Regions from separate parts of the Sus scrofa genome. Here region 2 is linked to region 1. The links are chromatin contacts, called in public HiChIP or PLAC-seq maps. All regions are on one chromosome and are shown on one strand. Each heading gives the region's core, a stretch centred on a gene start, on an enhancer-like site or on the middle of the called end of the contact. The rest is flanking DNA. Distances are from core to core; before and after follow the strand shown. Region 1 holds the start of ZFP91 (E3 ubiquitin-protein ligase ZFP91). Region 2 holds the start of LOC110259265 (182 kDa tankyrase-1-binding protein-like).

Evidence for each region. HiChIP or PLAC-seq counts read pairs in DNA pulled down with a chosen protein or histone mark.
Region 2: a contact with region 1 is called in an H3K27ac HiChIP or PLAC-seq map of skeletal muscle, with 6 times the contacts expected there. The contact joins the promoter of LOC110259265 here to the promoter of ZFP91 in region 1. A contact is called at or near these places in 1 of 5 promoter capture datasets (fetal skeletal muscle) and 2 of 2 datasets of contacts at active chromatin or transcription factors (alveolar macrophages and skeletal muscle).

The regions. Positions count from the first base shown.
Region 1 is chr2:12,528,109-12,534,659 of Sscrofa11.1, forward strand. ZFP91 (E3 ubiquitin-protein ligase ZFP91) reads right to left here and starts at 4,173. Exons shown (of 11, transcript XM_021083007.1): 1 at 3,007-4,173. The coding sequence starts at 3,368.
Region 2 is chr2:13,624,781-13,631,702 of Sscrofa11.1, forward strand. LOC110259265 (182 kDa tankyrase-1-binding protein-like) reads left to right here and starts at 5,451. Exons shown (of 5, transcript XM_021083047.1): 1 at 5,451-5,614. SSRP1 (FACT complex subunit SSRP1) reads left to right here. Exons shown (of 17, transcript XM_003353864.4): 11 at 1-138; 12 at 277-322; 13 at 1,738-1,867; 14 at 2,287-2,457; 15 at 2,611-2,699; 16 at 3,512-3,698; 17 at 3,954-4,453. The coding sequence ends at 4,025.

The sequences.
Region 1 (6,551 bases), core at 2,923-5,422:
AGAGAAACATATGTAGGTTAAATAGCTAATTACTTGGAATTTATTGCGGGAAATGTTATTTGAAAAATAGAGTTGACTCATGGAAGGGTTCAGTAAATCAATACTCAAAACTTCATGAAATGTCTTGAAGGATTGTTTCTTTTTTTTTTTTTGTCTTTCTCTCTTTTTAGGGCCACATCCGCAGCATTAGGAGGTTCCCAGGCTAGGGGTCTAATTGGAGCTGTAGCTGCCGGCCTACGCCAGACCCACAGCAATGCCAGATCCAAGCTGCATCTGCGACCTACACCACAGCTCACAGCAACACTGGACCCTTAACCCACTGAGCGAGGCCAGGGACCAAACCTGCAACCTCGTGGTTCCTAGTCGGATTCATTTCCGCTGTACGACGACGGAAACTCCTAAGTTTCTTAATTAGTTTAAAAATGTATCATTCTGAAAACCTGTAAAACATGTACATGTTTGGCAAACCTCCACTGATCAATGCATCTTCCCTTTTTACTACAAAGTCCTTGAGGATGAAGTCCATGTCTCATTTTCCTTTAAACACTCTGGCTCAGCACAGCACCAGACCCTGTTACTCCTTAATCAAGGTTTACTGAGCTGAAATGCTTTAGGTGTCCTTTGATTCCCAGGACATCCAGTACATTGAAATTGGGTAACAGAAAAATTAAAACAGGAGTTCCTGTAGAGGTTCAGTGGTTAACAAACCCTACTAGTATCCGTGAGGACGTGGGTTCAATCTCTGGCCTTGCTCAGTGGGTAAGGATCTGATGTTGCTGCGAGCTATGGCGCAGGTCAAAGAGGCAGCTCGGATCCTGCGTGGCTGTGGCACAGGCCAGCAGCTACGGCTCTGATTTGACCCGTAGCCTGGGAACCTCCATATGCCACAGGTGCAGCCCTAATGAGAAAAAAATGAAAATTATTATAACAATCCAATCAAATCTGCATACTTTAAAATACTCAAGAGATGGTTCTGAGGCTAAGAGAAGGTAAAACATCACTACTATCTTGTATGATACTGGAGGAAAAAGAGGGTCGTTGAGAATTAAAACTTTTCTTTCCTCTCCACAAGGAATATTGTGGAGAAAAAACTGAAGGGGTTTAATTAAGTGAGCTTCATCCAAGTTCAACTGTTGTAACATTAATATTGTGAGAGTAAAAGAAAACTCATTATTACTTTTTTTTTGGCCAAGAATTAGAGAATATAATAAACCATGACAGCCAGTAAAACTACCTCTCTAGGTATAATTATCTTAAGAGATCATTTATATTATTGAAACTGGTGGATCAGTGGGAGGGAACTGTGGTAAAGGGATATGGATATATTTAACTTTCAAATGGGTAGATAAAAATGGAAGGGAATTTTAAAAACCATACTAAATTATTAACCTTCCTATGCCTCGTAATAGAAAAAAAATTAAAATCCAATTTGGCAGAATTTACATGAAAAACACCACTACACACAAGTTATACCTCTACCAAAGATACCACTGCTCAAAACAATAACTTTTAATAAATATTTACTATGTAGTGGGCTTTGTGTTAAGTGTTTCACATGCTGTACTTAATTCTCACAAACTCATAAGGACTAACTTTATCTCCTATATATATTAAAACTGAGGCACAGAATTTAAGAAACTTGTCCAAGGAATTTACATCCAAATAAGGCTAATGATATATACCTTTTCAAATTTGAGATTAAGAGCAGCTTAAAATTTTTGTGACGATGAAATTCATTTATAGCAATTAGAATCCTAATTGCAGCTGAATGATTTGTAAGTACAGATTGCTGCTGTCTACAGAAATGTAATTTATGCAATCCTCTAAATTATGTTAACTAACATTCAATAATTTGAAAGCATATCTAATACATAATACACACTGAATTTTATTTCTCTTCCTCAGAGTCTTCTAAGACAAGCATGCCAAGGTCACAGACTTCACTATTAATTTTGGAACAGGTATGTTTCAAGTTTTAAATCTACTGGGTCTGTATAAGCCAAATCTTGCCATGCTCTCTGGGAAAGTAGGGTGGTGAGGGGAGGATTTAAAACTGACTTCTGTCCCCATCTTCAACTTCCCCTGCTTTCACTAATTTTTTCACTTTAAAGTCAAAAATGTTTTCAGTAATGAATTCAATGGCTAATATGATTAATTTACAGATTTACAAACACCTGTCCTTCAGTATTTTTAACATAGAAACATTTTAACAACTTAAAATATTTATATTCCTAGTCATGTATTCTTGATTCCTCTATGATCTCTGGGCAATACATGAATTCCTTTCACACAATTCTAATTTTTAAGGACTAAGTTCCTATATTAAAACATACACAAAAACAAAAACATGCTGCTTGTCAAAAACTTAAAACTTATCTAATCTTGTTATACTTGTCAAAAAATTAAAGTTATATGAAAGATTCTATACTTAAAATTGAGAGATTCATGTTTTTACCCTACTCTTAAGTACCAGATTTTGGAAAGAGTGAAAACTGCTGCGAAAATTTAACAGAGTGAAAAAAACTACATAACGATACTAGTACAACTGGCCCTTGGGCTAATTAATGGGAAATGGGGAGGAGACAAAATTTTGAAGGCTAAGCTCTAAGAGCGTGCTGTAGATTTCCTAATGGAGAGGTGATGTAATACTGGAGAGCAGCCCTAAGAGGGAAAGGGATAGGCTGACAAAGGGAGCGCAGATGCCAGGGTGGGGAGAAGCCTGAGGCGGCAGGGAAGAGGTGGGTCACTAGGGAGCACAAGGAGTGTATCCCACAACGGAGATTTCAAGAAAAGAAGTGGCTGGACCGGCAGGCGGGGGGGCGGGGGAAGCCAGAGAGGTCCGATAAGACCGCCAGCTAACAAGGAAGCGGTGTGACATCTGGCAGGCGAGCCGACAGGGGGCAGAGCAAGCAGGATGTCACGTGGAGTGGTCGCTACGGGAGCCGAGAGGGTTGCGTGCGGATAGAGGGGGGTCTTTCCCACCGCCTGAAAGACTGCGTTACTCACAGGAGTCGCGGACTCTTCTTGCCCTGAGCTGGAGACGGGGGCTTCGCGGCCTGGGACTGCTGCCCTGGGGCGTCGGGAGGCCTGGCGCTGGGGCTGCTCCTCCGCCGGCGGGGATACTCGGCCTTCCTCCGGCGGGACACAGCGGCAGCGGCGGCGGCGGCGGCCGCCGCAGCGGCCCGGCCCCGGTCCCGACCTCCCCTCAGCACGCGGCTGGTAGTGGTCCCCGCAGGCGCCGCCACCGCCGCCTCCTCAGGGGGCTGTTGTTGGGGCTCCTCCGGAGCCGCCTTGGCCGCCGCCGCCGCCTCTCCCCCTTCCTGGTCCTGCTGCTCCGGGGGTCTCGGCTCTTCCGTCTCCCCCGGCATCGGGACTCGTCCGTCCCCCACCCCCTAATCCCAGGCGGCGGAGGCGGAGGCGGCGGCGGCCGCGACGCTGCTCCCCCCCGCCCCCCGGAGCGTTCGGCTCACTCACTGCGCTCCTCTTTTTCCCCCCCTCCCCTCCGCCCGTCTCCGAGGGCGCCCCCCCCGCCCCCTGCCACTCAAAGCCCGCTACTGCTGGCGGCGCGCGCGCGCCCGCCACAGGCGCACAGCGGGCCAATCGGAGAGGAGGAACAGCTCCTTCGCCCCGCCCCTCACAGTCTCTCGCGCAGCGGCGTACCGGGTTCCCGCCTCCACCCCTTTCTTCAGCCAATCAGGAAACGGCTCCGAGGGAACGCGCGAGGTTTCCTTCCCCGCGCACCCGTTCTCACCGTTAAACGGCTGCGTCTCGCGACAATCCCAAAGTGACCTTTTTTTTTCCCCACCTCCGAAGCTCAACGCGCGCGAGGGGCAGTGGGAGGGTCAGGTCTCGCGAGGAGATTAGTGGGAAGAAAACGCACCTCTTTCCCCTCCTGGCGCGCACCCTGAACTGGCTGCGCGCGCACCTGCCTCCCTAAGGAGCTGCTAATGCCGCAAGGGCTCTTTCTAGCTTTCTTCCTTAAGCCGCGGAAGTAGCCTCGGCGTTCTTCTTCCTCCACCCTGATCCCACTCTCCTGTCTGTGGCCTTTCTGTCCCCAGCGCCGCTAGGTCTTGCGGAGAGAAAGGGGAAATTTTTTTGAGCTGTCGCTTCTCCTTTAAGAAAAAAAGCCCCGTCGGCTGCCGGATGAAAGTCTCTGAAAAAATGGCGGCGGCAAAACAGAGGCGGGGTCGTGAGGGCAAGTAGGGCCCGCCTCTTAGCGCATGAGCATGGTTAACTTTTCCAAAGGCATCCTGGGAAACGAAGTTCGGCTTCTCCTACGCCTTAGGAAGAAAGCTAGGAAACCAGAGGCGGAGAGGCTTCTGGGAGTTTTTGACTGGTGCATGATGGGAAAGGTAGTTTACTCTTTCCGCAGTTAGAATTTGCTCTTCTGGGGAGGTTGTGTTTCCGGGTTAGGCCGCAAGGAGCCTGCGCAGGTCCGGGCACAACTGTTGATCCCGTTGCTGGTCGGGATTGCCTGGCAGGATTTTCCTTGCTTCTTTAACTTGGTGTTGGCGAATCATTTCTAGGGTGGCCACTTAATAGCCCTTACCTTTGTTTGGTTATATGGCACATCGTCTGAGACTGGCTAGCGTTCATATCTGCAATATCCGTCTTCTCCTGTGTCTGACCCACTAACCTGTGAGTGTCTCAAAGTCAAAGATTGATTGTGGTTCCATTGATTCATAGGGGGCTTAGCACAATCACCACCACTCATTTGATTTTTAATAAAAGTTTGTGGAAAGAATTGTAGAATTGTTTTTTTATTAGATGTCGCCGGGGACAAGGAACTGGCGTCAGTTGCTTAACCTGGCTGTGGTCCCTGGGCTGGAGAGAAGGATGAAGGGTTGTTTGCGTGACTCTGGTGACCCACCCAGAAAATTGAAGGCCTCCTTCACACCCCCCGCCCTGAAGCCGTGTGCTTCTGTGGTTTTTACTTGTTTTGTGTTGCACAGGAAGCGTGGTCAGAATAGCAGCTTTGTCAGAAATTACTTTTCTCTCCACCAACATGTGCAACTAAATTGCCCTAATGCATCAAAACGAAGTTTCCATTTGCTCATCTTCAAGTTGGATTTGGTGAGGGTAGTGAGCCTCTTGCGTTCCTTCCTTTCTGACTTTCATCTATTATAATCAAGAAGCGATCTGCAGGAACGATTCTTAACCATGGAAAATAAAACTCCGGAATTAAAAGTCTCCAAAGTAAATGAATAGAAACAAGATCTTGGGATCCAGTTTTAAGTGTCACATGAATCATTCAGTTAAACTGCAGTTGGAGTCCCACATTTGCAAGCCAAGGGCTGAGAACATTATTCCTTCCAGTGTTTTGGTTCAGTTACCACTTCAGATGGGCCAATGTTCATAGTCTTTGTGGAATGTTTCGCACTTTCATGGGGCTACTGGCATTTCAACTGTAAAAACTGTCATAGTGTAGATGGAAAATTTTCAAACCCCCATTTGCAGTGAGCATACTTTTAGAATGGCACTGACATCCAATGGCTGCTCAGAGTAATGCAGAGGTGGGATCTCCTTTATGTCAAAAAAAAAAAAAAAAAAAAAAAAAGTTTTGAGAGTCACAATGGAATGAAATGGAGAACAAATGATTCCTTTAGAGTAACCTAAATAGAGATCACTCTGTTGTAGAGGAAAGATTACAAACTTGGAAGATAAATCTATCTTATAGCAAGTTACAAAGCTACCTACTAATTCTGTTATCTTTAGCAAGTTACTATTATCTATTTCACCACTGGTAAAAATGAGGGTACTATCTATATCACAGAGCCATAGTTTTAGTTCTTTAAATACTGCCTTCTCATATTAGGCTTTTTTTAAATGTTTTATTCAAGGTGAATAAAATCACAGCAGTAAAAAAAAAGTGAAAGTTAATCTCAGTGTGACTTTTCAGAAAAACTGCTATAAGGCAGTAGGCAGGAATTGTGCTTAATTGAGATGTCTGCAGCTTAGAACCTGGTGTCTCAAATCTCCCAGTTTCATTCTTCACAACCCCTATAGTTTGCATTTTGAACCACTGAAATAAACCTGGCCGAGGGAATTAAAATGTAACCTGGTCCTGATAATCCTGTTCTGCCTTTAATGGGTTGACAGTCTATTTAGGAAAGCAGGTGAGCATAATTTCCAGATAAGTAAAGACAGCAAAATGAGGAGCTCCTGCTGTGGCTCAACAGGATGCATGTTCAATCCCCAGCCTCACACACTGGGTTAAAGATCCAGTGTTGTGGCAGCTATGACTGAGGTCATAACTGCGGCTGGGCTCTGATCCCTGGCCTGGGAACTCTATATCTGCTGAGCGACCAAAAAAAAAAAAAATGAATTGGGTGCTGGTTAACTCTGATGAGAATTTTATGAAGGAGAATTTTATGAAAAGCATGAACCCCAGCTTCACAGAAAAAGAAAAAAAAAAAAAAAGATTCTCTGATACACAGTCACACACTGGGAAAAAACACAAGTGCAAATCTGCTATTCCCATGAATTCAAGATGGATCCTGGCACATAGGAGTTTCTCAAAATTTTCAAAATTAGGTTTGAATCTTTATCAC
Region 2 (6,922 bases), core at 4,201-6,700, 1.1 Mb after region 1:
GCATGAACCCCAGCTACGATGAATATGCCGACTCTGATGAAGACCAGCATGATGCTTACCTGGAGCGGATGAAGGAGGAGGGCAAGATCCGGGAGGAGAATGCCAATGACAGCAGCGATGACTCAGGAGAAGAAACCGGTGAGTTCGCCTGGGCAGTGCCCGGCACTGGGGCGGTTGGCTCTCCCTGGGGCCAGGGCTGGGCTCACCCTGGGGCTGGAGCTGGGCCTCTGGATTTCCCTGGGGGGCCGAGCTGATGTGTCCTGTGCTCTTTTTCAGATGAGTCATTCAACCCAGGTGAAGAGGAGGAAGACGTGGCAGAGGAGTGAGTTTTGGGTCCACCTCGTGGGGGTGAGGTGGTGGCCTCTAAGCTTAAGGGACCAGAAGATTTTTGGACATTCCCACGTCTCAGCATTAGCAGCTGACCGAGGGTGGAAAAGTGACTTCCAGTGAGGTGATGATAAACGGAAACGTTTTGAAAGTTGTCGGGATGCTTTGTAGGTACAAGGGACATTGTGAAGCCGGAAGATGAGTGTGGAGAGAGAATGGGAATAAGGGCCAGTGCTGGCCTGCTTCCCCGCTGGGGGGGCCTTTGGGTCAGGCGTAGCATCTTGGTGGCCTCACCTGTGAAGTGCCAGTGTTCCCCTTGTGTGGTATCCGTCGAGACTCTTGATTGCCCATGTCAGAAATGGACTCAAACTGACTTGAGCATAAGAGGAATTCTATAAGCTCATGTAACTGGGAGTCTGATGCTAGAACTGGCTTCAGGCACCTGGATCCAAGTATTCAAAAGTTGTGGGGAATCTGTTTTTTAATTCTTCTGATTTCCTTATCTTAGATAAGTTTGCTCCTTATAGCACTAAATGACCCTGAGAAGCTTTGGGCAGGTTTAATTCTACTGGTTTAACCCCCAGAAGCGCCATTTCTCTGAGAGTGGGGTGAGCAGTGTGGCTACCGTCCCCTCTTGAGTCTGAGTTACTGGGGTGAGCTCCGATGGGCTAGAGCTAAGCCACATACCTGCCCTTGGAGCCTGTGGTTGGAGTGAGCTCCTCCTGAATGGGGGCAAGGTGGTTTCCAATGGGAATTTGGAACTGTCTTAATCCAGAAGAACTGGAAATTAATGTTGGGCAGCAAAAAGAAAAAAATCTGCCGGAGTCTACTAACTAGTTCTGTTTGCCACATACTTATGAAGGTCAGTAAGCAGATGCTTGTGAAAATGCCTTGAAAATGGTTCAGCACCATTTAGCCAGAAGGTAGTTCCATCTTCTGGGGAGTTCCACGTGTATCGGATAGAACAGTTTGTTATGTGGGTAGGTGCTGGGTTGGGCTGAAGTTGATTTTCCCCACTTTTTATACAGTAACTTATTATCTCTTCATCAGAAAAGATTATAGGGTAGATTATAATGTTTAGTTCAAAGGAAGTAGTGAAGTGGACTTGGCCTGTTCTGGGCAAGATGGGACAACGGTTTTGTCTCTCAAGAGCATGGGGATGGTTAGGGTCTGGGTTAGCCTACAGTCAAGGAGAGCAGCTGAAGCCCACGGCTTCATTTGTTTTTCCTCATTGATCGATTCTCCATGGCTGGGCATGGAGGAAGCAGGGATGGGACTGGTGCTGGAGTCTGCGGTCCTTTTCCCACTCTCCTTTCTGGGCAGGTGTCTTTGGACTCATTTTCCTCCTGTCCTGAAGTTGGGGGGTGCTGTCTTCTCTCCCGGTGTCTTAAGACCCACTCTCCTTGACAGGTTTGACAGCAACGCCTCGGCCAGCTCCTCCAGTAACGAGGGTGACAGTGACCGAGATGAGAAGAAACGGAAGCAGCTTAAAAAGGCCAAGATGGCCAAGGATCGCAAGAGCCGCAAGAAGCCCACAGAGGTGCGGCCTCCTCTAAGGGGGCGGGGGGCGGCCGTTGGGGAAGGGAAGCCACCTTCTTCTGTCCCCCACCATAGGGCCTGCTGACTGGTCCTCTAGGTGGGTTTTTGTAGCCAGTGATGATGGCCTTGAGGAGCATCTTTGAAAGTCCTTGGGATAATTAGCTTCTGGGAGATCGGAAGTAGGAGCAGGCTTCCTCTGTCCTGGGAGCCCAAGGAAAGGGGCCCCTAAGGAGCATGACAGTGGGGTGTAGAGGGGAGAAGGGCATGGTCTTTGCCCTTGGGAAGCTCTCAGTCTGGCTTGGTGCTGTTTAGGCTTTTTTCCATTTTATCCCCTTAAGCAGACGATCCAAATAATTTATTTGGGAGAATGCAAGGGTTTGTGGGAAATAGATGGCTGAAGCCATTTGGGTTCCTCTGCAGGTGAAGAAGGGCAAAGATCCCAATGCCCCCAAGAGGCCCATGTCTGCCTACATGCTGTGGCTCAATGCCAGCCGAGAGAAGATCAAGTCAGACCACCCAGGCATCAGTATCACGGATCTTTCCAAGAAGGCAGGCGAGATCTGGAAGGGAATGTCCAAAGAGAAGAAAGAGGTGAGTGGCAGCAGACATGAGGAGTGGTGAACTTTGTAACTGATAAAAGGGGCAGTGAGTGATAGGCCATTGGTGGAGCTTTTCTCCATTTTTTGCCTGATTCAGGGAAGAGGTCTCATTTTTCTTTCTTTTTTCTCTGTGTGTGTGTGACAGGAGTGGGATCGCAAGGCTGAGGATGCCAGGAGGGAATATGAAAAAGCCATGAAAGAATATGAGGGAGGCCGGGGTGAATCTTCTAAGAGGTGAGTGTTGGGGCCAAAATGGCCTAGTTCACTGCTTTTTTTGGCAGGTATTTTTGCAGGTCCAGGTTGAGAACTGGGGTGTTAAAAATAATAGATGTGCTTCTGACTGCAGTCGGGCGGTGCTTCACAAATCTGGTAGGCAGTTGTCCAGGTGTGGGTAATGTGCTAGAGAATTTTTGAAGTCACATGGATATATATGGCTCATTTTCCTAAGAGGGTGAGTTTTATTTGAAGGTATGGGAAATTAAAAATTATTATGGAGTATAATTCATAAGCATTTTTATTTTTTATTCATTTTTTGTTTTTTGTCTCTTTAGGGCCTCACCTGTTACATGTGGAGGTTCGCAGGCTAGGGGTCGAGAATCAAAGCTACAGCTGCCAGCCTACACCACAGCCACAGCAACGCAGGATCCAAGCCGCATCTGCGACCTACACTGCAGTTCACGGCAACACCAGATCCTTAACCCACAGCGAGGCCAGGGATGGAACCTGCGTCCTCATGGATACTAGTCGGGTTTGTTAACCACTGAGCCACGACAGGAACTCTCACAGGCATTTTTAAAGACAAAGTCAGCAACATTAAGTACGTTTTGTATGTGGGCTGCTTCACGCTGGAGCCCCTGATTCTTTTAGTTCTTCATTTATGATGCGCTCCCTGGGGGCACTTGGGGCTGACATGCCTGGCTGGCTGTTTTCACTGAGCTGGTCAGTGTGGCTGGGATTGGGAAAGGCTCGTTCCAGCCAGGAGAGGTTTGGCTTTGATGATGGGGGGAACCGGAGGGCCCAGCCCCTTTTCCCTTTTGCTAATGTAGGGATAAGTCAAAGAAGAAGAAAAAAGTCAAGGTAAAGATGGAGAAGAAATCAACGCCCTCCAGGGGCTCGTCATCCAAGTCTTCATCACGGCAGCTGAGTGAGAGCTTTAAGAGCAAAGAGTTTGTGTCCAGTGACGAGAGCTCCTCAGGAGAGAACAAGAGCAAGAAGAAGAGACGGCGGAGCGAGGTGCGGCCGGAGTTTGGGGGCTGAGGGTCTGGAAGGATGAGGGGCATCTGAACCGGTGGTGGGGCAGTTCTTTCTGGACTGGGGGTTGTGGTTGGTCTGTAAGAATAATGAGGGGGCATGGCTCGACCGAACGCTGCTTCTGAAGGCTAGTGTTGGAGTTAAGGCAGGGGGGAGAGGTGGGGGCTCTTCACCACAGTGGTTGGGGACACCTGGATTCGCACTGTACTTTGCTCCTAAGGGAACTTTGGTTTTCAGGACTCTGAAGAAGAGGACCTAGCCAGTACTCCCCCCAGCTCCGAGGACTCGGGGTCAGCATCTGATGAGTAGAGAGGAGGAAGATTCTCTCTCCTTGGCCTTGCCCGGTCATACCCCAGTCTCCCCACCCGCGTTCTGGTACCAGTTTCTCCTCATGTGAAATACAGTCCTTCGATTCTGTGCCATCTGAACAAGCTCCTGCCAGGATGCACTTCATGGGGGCAGCAGGGGAGACGTCTTACTCTGCTGCCTCGCAAGGATGGCTCTTTATAATTTGGGGAGAGATCGGGTGGGAGGCAGGGCAGTACAGGATCCAAATCCTTGTCCTACTTTCCTGACCTTTGGAAACTAGCTGCTGCTTGTCCTGTTCAAGTTGCTGCAAGCAGGGGTCATGTGAGGTCAGGCCTGAAGCTCCTAACTGGGGCTTATTTCTACTTTTATTTTGTATTTCTGGTCTGTGAAAAGCAACATTTAATAAAGGGAACTGACTTTGGAAACCATGTTCTTTTGCCTTCTCTCTAGCCCTGTTGTATCATCCCCACTTTTCTTTGTGTTTACTGCTCTCTCTTTTGACCCTTCAGCTGGGAAGCAAGTCTGCAGGTACATCCTGTTCTGTTCTCGGCTCAACAAGCATTGGTTTTCACTCTCTTCTGCCGGGATGGGCCACCTGAGAGTCCAGAAATGAGAGCTGATCTCATTAGAAAGTCGCTCTCACAGTTACACTCCATTAGCCAAGCTGAGGGGCGGCAGGACCGGCTCCATCCTTAATCACCTATGAGTCAAGGGTCTACCAAGGCTTCAGATAATGGAATCAGGATTGACCAGCTTCCCTGCAGACGTGGGAATGGAAACCTGAGCCTGGAGAATTGGGGAGGATGAGTGTGTGTGTGTGTGTGTGTGTGTGTGTGTGTATGTGTGTGTCGTGGGAGTGGTTGGGGTGTAGTCTGAGGGTGTGTGGGAAAGAATGGAGTATGTGTGCGGCTTTTCTTACTGGAGGAAAGGGGTATGCCGCATTTTTAAGTTAGGAATTTATATCTGGGAATGGGGCATGACAGGAGGTAAATGAAAATGAGCAAGGAAAACAGCTTCCAGTCATCCCCGTGGTTCTAAACCTGGAATTATACACGTGGAGTGGCCACGTTGCGGAGGCTCTCAGGTGTTTTGCCACAGGAAGCCTTTCCAGTCCGCCAACGGTTACCTTCTTTCTAACCGTGACTCTATGGTGCTGCAATCAGTACAAGGAGGCTGGGCCTGAGGATTGGGCAGTCCTAAAGCAGTCTCCTCTCTAGGCAGTCGTCTCGGTTGCCATTTTGCCCAAGCGCTCTTTAGCTGTTGAATTGCGTCAGTTTCGCCGGGGTCTGAGCCTGGGGCGGGCCCCTCATTTGCAAGGTTCATGAATAATTGAGTACCTGGGCTGCGCCTATTTGCATACGATCTGGCGAGTTCTGCGGGCTCTATCCACTCCTAGTTTTCACCGGCTCATGGATATTCATGAGGCGCCTTGGGGGCGTGGGCGTGGGTGGAGCTAGGGGCGGGGCCCCGCCAAGGCTCGCACTGGCTTGGTCCCGCGGTGACGGCGGCAGCAGCGGCGGTAGCGGCGGCTGAGACTGGCATCGGGGCACCGAGCCGGAGCCGAGCGGAGCCGGATCCCGGGGGAGCGCGTGAGTGCGCGGGGGCGGGCAGGAGGGTGAAGGAGGGGGCGGGGTTCGGGAGAGGTGGCGGCGGGGAAAGGCATGGAAGGAGTGGGCGCTTTCCAGTCGGGACCTCGGTTGAGATGGAAAGGGGGATCACTAGGAAAGTTTGCAGGGGCCGGGGGGCGCGTGGGAGGCGGGGGACACAGGGGAGCTGGAGCGTGTGCGCGGGGGCAGAGGGTGCACGGTCTGGCGCTCGTGCTGGCCGAGCCAGAAGAAAGGGGGGAGGGGGCGAGGGCTTGAGGCGGAGCCGGGGGCGGGCGGAGCTACTTGAGGGACCCCCGCCCTCTCTTTTCCCGGGGCCTGGCTAGCCCCCTCCCCCGGCTCCCTCGGCACGCCCCCAGCCACCCCAGTCCGCCCCCACCCAGTCCGCGTCGCCAGTCTGTTCGCCGCTGCTTCACATCCCGCGCACAGGTCCTCCGCTTCTGCCGCCACCGCCTCCTCCTCCACCCTGTTCCTCCTCCTCTCCGGCTGCTGCCGGCCCCTCTGTGTCCAGAGCTCCCCACTGGGCCCCTCCAAACGGCCCCTCGCCCCGGGCTGTTCCGTCTTCCCGTTGGCCCTCCCTCTTCCAGCAGTTCACAGGCTGTCCCTGCCGACCTCTCTGGCCCCAGATCCGCTGGAGATCCCAGGGTCCATAGGGGTGACCCCGCCTTCGGCGATGCTTCTCTGGGCCTCTGCCCCGGGGCTCGAGCTGCCTGGCCTCCCCCACTGCCCTTCTGGAGGCCTGTGCTCCCGGGGGTCAGCTAGTCTCCTCCTGACTGCTGAAGGTGGGGAGTGCTCAGAGCTGCTGTGAGTTTACAGCCCTTGGCTCTGGCCTTGGTCACCTGGGTTTCCGGGCTGGGGCCTCTGGGCTGCCGCGACCCCCTCTTCCTTTGGGGAAGGCTAACCCTGCTTCCTTGCTGCCGCGGGTCACACCGCTGAGGTGCCCATTAGGACCCCAGCTGAAAGGGTGTCTTGGTTTTGGACCAATTTGTCTCCATTTCTCACCACCCACACCATGTCCCTGGTAACATGTTCAAGGACAAGGAAACAGTCTCGTGTTTTATTTTATTTTATTTTATTTTTTCTGTCATGTGCCTCTCCTCCGTGCCCACTTGGACAGGCTCTGCAGGGTTACCCACCCACCCACAGGGAGCATCCTGCTCTGGGGGATTGACCCCCATGGGTTTCTCTCTACCCCTTCCCTGTCCCCTCCCATTTTCAAAACAAGCTGAGGCAGGGTCAGAAGTGAGAGGCAGGTGGGTTTTGCAAAGCTTGGGCACTTGAGGTCCCTTCTTG